Linked DNA regions of Mus musculus: all the other regions are linked to region 1. The links are chromatin contacts, called in public Hi-C and promoter capture Hi-C maps. All regions are on one chromosome and are shown on one strand. The core of a region is the stretch at or near the end of the contact, and the rest is flanking DNA. Distances in the headings are between cores, read along the strand shown.

The links. Promoter capture Hi-C pulls out the DNA fragments that hold promoters and counts their contacts. A called contact is a pair of places that touch in the nucleus more often than the background predicts.
Region 2: a contact with region 1 is called in a promoter capture Hi-C map of liver, with 9 times the contacts expected there. The contact joins the enhancer-like site here to the promoter of Onecut1 in region 1. A contact is called at or near these places in 4 of 39 promoter capture datasets (hippocampal neurons, liver and stem cell-derived epiblast-like cells), 2 of 484 Hi-C or Micro-C datasets (both in liver), 7 of 115 datasets of contacts at active chromatin or transcription factors (differentiating embryonic stem cells, embryonic hindbrain, embryonic midbrain and 3 more) and 1 of 9 other capture datasets (embryonic stem cells).
Region 3: a Hi-C map of liver shows a contact between it and region 1, with 4 times the contacts expected there. The contact joins the enhancer-like site here to the promoter of Onecut1 in region 1. A contact is called at or near these places in 5 of 39 promoter capture datasets (hippocampal neurons, liver, second pharyngeal arch cranial neural crest and 1 more), 11 of 484 Hi-C or Micro-C datasets (the AML12 cell line, embryonic stem cells, liver and 1 more), 8 of 115 datasets of contacts at active chromatin or transcription factors (differentiating embryonic stem cells, embryonic hindbrain, embryonic midbrain and 5 more) and 1 of 9 other capture datasets (embryonic stem cells).

What each region holds. Positions count from the first base shown.
Region 1 is chr9:74,860,592-74,863,329 of GRCm38.p6, forward strand. It overlaps Onecut1 (one cut domain, family member 1), which reads left to right and starts at 1,330. Exons shown (of 2, transcript NM_008262.3): 1 at 1,330-2,738. The coding sequence starts at 1,706. Gm33562 (a long non-coding RNA gene) reads right to left here and starts at 2,545. Exons shown (of 4, transcript XR_870924.1): 1 at 2,471-2,545.
Region 2 is chr9:74,654,810-74,657,547 of GRCm38.p6, forward strand. No RefSeq gene overlaps it. Among named protein-coding and RNA genes, the nearest start is that of Gm40533, 55 kb to the right of the region's middle. Within about 2 kb of position 1,337, at least 6 of the 459 cell types and tissues checked have an H3K27ac peak or open chromatin away from gene starts, as enhancers often do. A contact at or near this core is called in hepatocytes and liver, where this site is marked.
Region 3 is chr9:74,700,837-74,703,574 of GRCm38.p6, forward strand. No RefSeq gene overlaps it. Among named protein-coding and RNA genes, the nearest start is that of Gm40533, 9.3 kb to the right of the region's middle. Within about 2 kb of position 1,370, at least 5 of the 459 cell types and tissues checked have an H3K27ac peak or open chromatin away from gene starts, as enhancers often do. A contact at or near this core is called in the AML12 cell line, hepatocytes and liver, where this site is marked.

The DNA.
Region 1 (2,738 bases), core at 80-2,579:
AGCACCGCTAGCCCCAGGCTGAGACTCGGCGCTGACCCGGCCGTAACTGCCAAGGGCCTGACAATGGGCACATCTGTCCTTTCTCCAAGGGATAAAAGCACCTAAGCAGACAAGGCTCTGCCTTTTGTTACGGACTTTTTTCTTTCTTTCTTTTGTAAATAAAAGAAAGCCGCGGCATGTGGCGGCCGGGTGTGTGTCCCACACTGGGGGCCTCCCCACGCGTCCCCACCAGGCTGAAGGCCCGGGTTCAATTCCGGATTGGAGCGTGACTGTGACAGGGGCACAATTATGCCCAAAGCTGAATTGATTTTCAAATCTGGAGGCTTCTTGCAGGGACGCCAGGAAAAGGAAAGCGTCCCTGCGGTCCAAGCCGCTCGGCTCAGCCGCGTGCACTCTGCCTGCGTGGGGTACTTCTTCCAAGCCTCTAGGTTCTTTTCTAGAAAGGCTGTGGAGTAACTAAAAAACCAGCTCCGTCCCCCCCCCCCCGCCCCCTTCCATGCTAACCAGGCCCTCTCTCCTGTCTCCCTCAGTATCCCCCAAGCAGAGTTATCCAAAGTGGGAGAGCTATCTTAATTGGGAGCAAAGTGACAGACCTTCTTTGAGGTCTGGGACAGTGAGGGGTGGCCTCGATCTGAGTGCTCCTCACTGAGCACAGATTCCTGAGTGCTCCTCGGCCCCGGGCTCAGATGGAGAAAGGTAGTTCGAGGAGTACTTGAGAGGATCATGGATGGCAGTTCGGGATACAGCGTCCCGACCTAGGCCTTCAGGGTATATACACGTCCCAAGTCCCCGTAGGACAACTATTTAAGGACAGTGAATGAGTTGGTCTCCAGCGATCCTCTAGGGAATAAAGCCCAATGGGCGAGTGGGCTTTGGGCCATGACATAGTTTCTACTCCCCGCCGGTAACCTGTACCGGGAACTAGCAACTCAGACTCAGGGGCTCTGGTTCTCAAACCTAGCTGGCTCACGGTGACAGAAACCAGGCAAGAAAGTCCGGATGGAAAGAGAGAGGGAGGTAGTGAGGAAGACCAGGAGGTAGCAAGTCTCCGAGGACTGTGGAGGCGGCTCCAGGTCGCACTCTGCGCGCGTCCCGTGCACGTGCTCACTGATCCCGGGCCATTCGGCGCCGCTGAGAAAGCTCTGTCCCCCCCACCCCCACCCCACCCCCTCGGTTCATTTGTGCTGGGACGTCACGGAGCGCTGGGACCGAGGGGGCGGGGCCTGGAAGCGCGCATGCGCGCTACGCCCGGCGGGCGTGAGGGCGGGCAGCGGCAGCGGCGGCGGCTACGGAATCGCAGCCACAGTCTGCAACAGTAACCGAGCCATGGCTCGAGCTGGCGGGCGGCACAGGCAGGCAGCAGCCGCGGCAGGCGCACGGGCCGCGTCAAGGGAGCCTGGGGCAGCAGGATTCTAAGAAGAGGGGCGAGAGGGGGCCGGGCTGGGTGGGCTAGGGGTACCGCGCTCTCCCAACAGCACGGGTCCTTTTTGGAAATTAATATTAAAAGAAAAAAAAAAGACAGAGGGGAAGGTGGGAGCAAGAGAGAAGGCAAGACACACACAGAGAGAGCGAGAGACACAGATCCCCACAGTGAGAGGAAGAAAGGCCACAGTCGCAGGCAGCCGATGTGAAGACTGGACTCCTTGCGCCCCTCGCCGCCTCTGCCCGGCCACATCGATGTTGCAGCCCGCTCGCCCGCATCACGATGAACGCACAGCTGACCATGGAGGCGATCGGCGAGCTGCACGGGGTGAGCCATGAGCCGGTGCCCGCCCCTGCTGACCTGCTGGGCGGCAGCCCTCACGCGCGCAGCTCCGTGGGACACCGCGGCAGCCACCTGCCTCCCGCGCACCCGCGTTCCATGGGCATGGCGTCCCTGCTGGACGGCGGCAGCGGAGGCAGCGATTACCACCACCACCACCGCGCCCCTGAGCACAGCTTGGCTGGCCCCCTGCACCCCACCATGACCATGGCCTGTGAAACTCCCCCAGGTATGAGCATGCCCACCACCTACACTACCTTAACCCCTCTGCAGCCGCTGCCGCCCATCTCCACCGTGTCCGACAAGTTCCCTCACCATCATCACCACCACCATCACCACCACCACCCACACCACCACCAGCGCCTGGCGGGCAACGTGAGCGGTAGTTTCACACTTATGCGGGATGAGCGCGGGCTGGCCTCTATGAATAACCTCTATACCCCCTACCACAAGGACGTGGCTGGCATGGGCCAGAGCCTCTCGCCCCTCTCTGGCTCCGGTCTGGGCAGCATTCACAACTCCCAGCAAGGACTTCCCCACTATGCTCATCCCGGCGCGGCTATGCCCACCGACAAGATGCTCACCCCAAATGGCTTTGAAGCCCACCACCCTGCCATGCTCGGTCGCCACGGGGAGCAGCACCTCACGCCCACCTCGGCCGGCATGGTACCCATCAACGGCCTTCCTCCGCACCATCCTCATGCCCACCTGAATGCCCAGGGCCACGGACAGCTCCTGGGCACAGCCCGAGAGCCCAACCCTTCGGTGACCGGCGCGCAGGTCAGCAATGGAAGTAATTCAGGGCAGATGGAAGAGATCAATACCAAAGAGGTGGCGCAGCGTATCACCACCGAGCTCAAACGTTACAGCATCCCACAGGCCATCTTCGCGCAGAGGGTGCTCTGCCGTTCCCAGGGGACCCTTTCGGACCTGCTGCGAAACCCCAAGCCCTGGAGCAAACTCAAGTCGGGTCGGG
Region 2 (2,738 bases), core at 87-2,586, 210 kb before region 1:
ATAAGAATGTCATGGTTAGATGATCTTAGGATTAGTCTGGTTCAAAAACAAGGACCCACTGAAATTATTATCTGTCTAGTGACACACACATTACTGCATTTCCCTTGTTCTGTTACCTCACAGAAAATATCTCTGTAGGATATTTTCCTGGCTTTCCATTCATTTTTTTGCAAGTAGACAGTGTTTTAGTGATGCTGATCTTGCTCATACACCTTTTTGTTTCTACTCTAACTGGTACACCGCCAGCATTCCTACAAGGGTGTCCACCACTAAGACCAGCACTTTTCATACCTTTGTTTCAGCCAGCAAGATTTTAAGAGTCATTAAAGCTAATTTGCATATTCTTAAGGAAATCACCTTTTGGATTAAATTGGCCAAATAACTAAGATGATATTTTTCTACACTCACAATCAACCAAGCTGATAAAATAGGGTTTTAAAAGATGTGTTTTATATGTTATGCATGGATTCTGTATATATATGTATATATATATATATATATATATATATATATATATATATATATATACACACACATGAGTGCAAAGGCTTGTGGGAGCAGAATCTACCTACAAACAATATGAGCAGGTGCCATTCAAACAGAAGGTAAGCATATGCATGACTGGAAGAAAAGTCAAATCAAGACAAGCTCACTCCTACAGGGTGTAGAATTCTGTCCAAGAAGGTAAATAAAAGCAGGGTAATGGAGCTGGAGAGATGACTCAGTGGGTAAGAAAGGACACGATGACCTAAGTTAGAGTCCCCAGAACCCACAGTGGGATAAGTCAGTGGTCAGTTCTTTCCCTTAGCATAGACTCTAAGTCTCTGGTATATAAATCAGCTCTCATTCTCTGAGTGAACCTCTTTGTTTCTAAGGCTTCTTCTCTATTCTCAGTTTTTTCTGGTATCATATGTGTGCTCACTGAGGACATCCAGCATGCTAGACCTTGGTCTTAGGACTCTTGCATGGATTTATCTGTCAGTACTAGATGAAGCAGCTGTGTTTTCTAACCCCATTTTACAGATGTGAAAACTAAATTATCCAGAGGCTAAATTGTCTGGAATCACACATCTATGAGAAAGATGGATTCTAATGCAAGAAGTAAATCTCCATGCCAACATGCTGAGCCAAGACTCTGAGATTCCTCTCTGTCAATTGATGGTTTGCTCTCCTCCTCTGTGTAATGCTATTGGGAAGACTGAGTATCATTTCAGCATTTGTATTAGCATTCAATCTGTGCCCTGGCTGCATGGCTCTGACAAGCTCTGATAATAGTGACTGTGAGATCTGATCCAGCCACATCAGATCTTGCTGGGACCTCAGGCATTGGACTCAGTCCCAGACAATAAACCCAGTAGGCAGAGGAGCCAAACCCCAGCAGCAGCAAGCAGTCCTCTTCCTTTGGCCATGCACCCAGGAAGCATTTCGACTTCTGGAAAAGAAAGAAGAAATCCTAAAAGGAGAAAGGGGGTGGGGACATCATGCCTTAGGAAGAGAGTGAAGGAAGCAATAGGAAGGTGGATCTTTCTTTTTTTTTTCTCTCTCTCAAGAATCTCTGGGTATGAGGAGGGGTGGGAGAGAGAGAGAGAGAGAGAGAGAGAGAGAGAGAGAGAGAGAGAGAGAGAGAGAGAAGCAGCGGCAGCGGCACCAGCAGGGAATGCTGGAGGGTGGACTTCAGTGGCTGAAGTATCTACCATTGACCAACAAGGTAAATCAAATCTGCTGCCAATACATTCTTCTGCCGTCCAGATAAAAACGGCAGACTAAGCCGCTGAACTTTCACCCTTCACCCCCGCTCTTCAAGCCAAAGTACAGATTAAAAAAAATCAATAACCCCAATCGATGGGAAAATATTTTTAGTCTCTAACTGAACGATATGTTTTGACAAGGCCAAGGAGGAGCACAAAAGAATGGCAAAAGATAAAAGACAGAAAATTAGGAATTTTCTTTATTAGGCGAGTTGGAAGCACCAATCGCTCTCTCTGTCCCCCAGTGACATCCGTCCAAATTACCTAGCAGTAAAGAAATACAGTGTAAGGAGATGGATTTACAAAATGGAATGATTCGCCACTATGCACCTTACAACCTGCGATTGCTACCGCTTTCCGTTACCATTCTCAAGAAAGCAACCCAGAAATGCCTGCGTTCAGAACACAGAAGCATATCCCCTAAGCAGAAAGTGCAAACAATGAATCTGCCGAGTTCTCCGCCCCCACCCCAACCTGAACGCACATCCACCACTAAACACGTCAGAAAGCGTTTAGAATCCTTCCAATTTGGCTCCATTTCCTCACAAAATATCCACTGTTTTTCATAACCCAGGACCCTGGAGGCACTTTCATAACTGAGCAAATTAAACACATCGTATCACTGGGTCTTGTGAAGCCTTGAGCAGTGATTTATTTTTGTGCCTCACCCGAGCCTGCTGTATTTTCTAAAATTATTTCACTTTTTCCCACCTCTATTGAATAAAAGTAATGAAGAAGCATGGTACCCAAAAGAATATAAACAGGAGTCACACAGCAAGGTCGTTCGTTTATGCACAAGAAAATTTTGGAGCCAGGGAACAGCCCTAACAACCAATTAACATGTTCAATTATTTATGCCCGTCACGATTGGTAAAGAGATAGATTTATGGGATTCAAAGAATCTATAGAAACCCGATAGACTGAGGTTGGAGCACTAGCAGCCCATTTGGCTTATTTATGCATTTCTTTCTTTACTCTCTGATATCAATA
Region 3 (2,738 bases), core at 120-2,619, 160 kb before region 1:
TCTCCACCGAACCATCTTCCTGGACCACAGTTAGAGTTTTTTGACTCTGACATTTAAGTTACCTAAGCACTTTGTGGCTTAAATGGGCCCCCAAGCTACAGCTGGCGTCACATGCTATCTCCCTTTAATTTTCTCTAGTTAAAAACAAGATCTCAGTCCCAGAATGCTTATTCTTTTTCACACTCAAAGAAACCCAAGAGCACATACTCACCCCATCTAGTCGATCAGGTTTTTTGTCTCTTCTTCTCCCACACCCCCTCCCCCTCTTCCTCCTTTTTCCTTTTGATCCATCGTGCAGCAATCAACTGTAATGATCTAGTAGCAACCCCGCCCACTCCTTAAGACAGCTGTGATGACTGCTAGGGGACCTTCCATGGTTCAGTTTCAGTCTAGAGAAGATAGGAGACAGCAGAATCAACAGTCTGCAATCCCTGGCCAAACTAAGGCTTTGAGGCACCACTTCCTTCTCAGATGATTTGCATAATTTGGATCTATTTTCCAAGTTCCCTTTCAGTATCTTGTTTTGAAAGGAGGGCTCAGGGTGTGTCATCAGAACAAAAGGTTGATGCTGCCTGTCGACTCCTGCTAAATAATGCATTTGGAAAGAGAGACACCAGGAGACACCAAGGCTTCTTGGCTTCTGCTTATCAGCCTAGACTCAGTTTAATTTCCCAGTTCACACTTCCAAAATCTGGGCAGCAGCAATGTCTAGTTAGCTACATGACCACGTCCTTCAGGGTGGTGGGCGAGGGCAGCTGGGCAATAGAAGGCTGCTAGTTTGTGTTGATTGTGTGGCCTGGCCTGAAGAGCCTCCTGGGACCAGCGGTGGTGTGCAAATTAAAGTCGGCCTGGCCTGAAGGTCAGCAGCCGTCCCCCAGCAATGACTGGCCGTCCCAGCCCACTGCCCTTGAGAAATTGGTATACTGCAAAACATATTTGCTCAGACACAGAGAGAAAACGATTCTTCACCTAATTACATCCATTTGGCTCTGGACACATAGATCCGGTCCCTTTATGAGGAAACAAAGCAAGCAAGAAAGAGACGACCACACTTCTCTGTTTCTAAAAATCTCTCCAGATGTTCTATGGGCAAGCTGTGTGACAGAAGTGAGATGGTATGCCCGTGTGCTTTGTGAATATACATGCTACATAAACAGAGGTGGCAGAAAGCCAAATCATTGCAACCTACTGTAAGACTTCCTTACACAGATAGTGTAGACAGGATTCATCTACAGATGGCTTCTAACCACTAATGCCTTCTCACTAGCCTGTGGCAAAACAGCATTCTCTCTCTGTCGCAGAGGCCTCTGAGCCTGGCAGTTCAGCCTTCAACTCTTTAAGGCCATGTCTTTATTCATTGGCAGAAAAGGCTGTGTTAGCCAAGCATTTCACATGTAAGTGACATCATTAACTAAGAGCCGAATCAATGGGAAGAGGAACCCAGAGGAATGTTCCAGAAGTAACTATGTCATAGTCTGGGATCCATACAACCTTGGGATTTCAGTCTAAGGAGTCTGGTATTTTCAAGTTTGGAGGGGCAAAAACAGAAAGTAGTTTTGCACAAGGAGGTCACAGAGCCTTTGTCTGCTCCGAGGTCTAACCAGACAGTCACCTTCAATCCTTGTCTAATTCTTCCCCGTTCTCATTCCATCTACATTTGCTCCTCCAATTCTATCTTTTTACATCATTCATTGACACTAAAATATGACATTTTTCTCAGGTTTAGTTATCTTTTAACAGAAATCAATGCTAAAGAGATAAAACTCAGCACATATCTCAGACCTTGGTCATGGACGAATGTCAGGTCATGCCAGCTTTTCCGGCATTGCCGAGCAGCCAGGCCTAATAGAGGTCACCACTCCCCCTGACCTGTGCTGGGGTCCCAGCACCATTGCCTATGGCTACAGCTTTCTATCTGTAGTCATGCAAAAGGCTAGAAATCATCTCCAGCATTTGATCCCGGAGCCCTGTGAAAATATGGTCTCAAAGAAATAAGGGTAAGAGGACAGGGAGAGCGGCTTTTGGCCCTCACCTCCCCCAAATTCACCTGAAAAGAAGGTGCTCATTACCACACAGTTACCACGAGGAGGAGCCTTGCAGAAAGCAGCAGAGTCTTTCTCAGAAAGGCTTTTGAAACCCCCCAGTTTAATGGGATTGTACAGCTTAAGAACAAAGAGTTACAAAACCCTAATGTGCCGCTTACGACGTTATCGCCAACCTAGTTTCCAGTCTTTAAGGGAGCACGGTGGCTTTTCTAGTTATTTTGTCTTAATTTGCAAGCAGTCCTGGCTGAATTGTTCATTTATTTCTAAGATCATGTCGTTAGTTACAAGGTTAAGATTCAAACGGGCAGGGGAGAAGAAAAAGGCTAGCTGCTAGCAAGAAAAATGGATCCTGTGACCTTTAGCAAGCATTTTGGTTGCAAGGCACGGGTTTCATTACAGCTAATGGTGAGAGCAAACACGGGCAGGAGTGGGCCCTTCACCTTCAGCCCCACGGGAGTCCCAGCTGCAGGTTCTATCTGGCTCTCCCACCTGCACAGCCGGAGCACCTTTGGGTCTCATTCTAGAAGAGTTTTCTCTTTGTTCTTGACCATAAGCATGTCTTATTCTTGAGACCATAGTGCACCCCTAAAAACAGGCTTGTCTGCCTGGATTCATGAGTTCAACCTTAAGAGAACAATTTTATTCAAATGATGTATACTAATATTTAGCTCGGAAAGAAAGTAGTACTAAAAA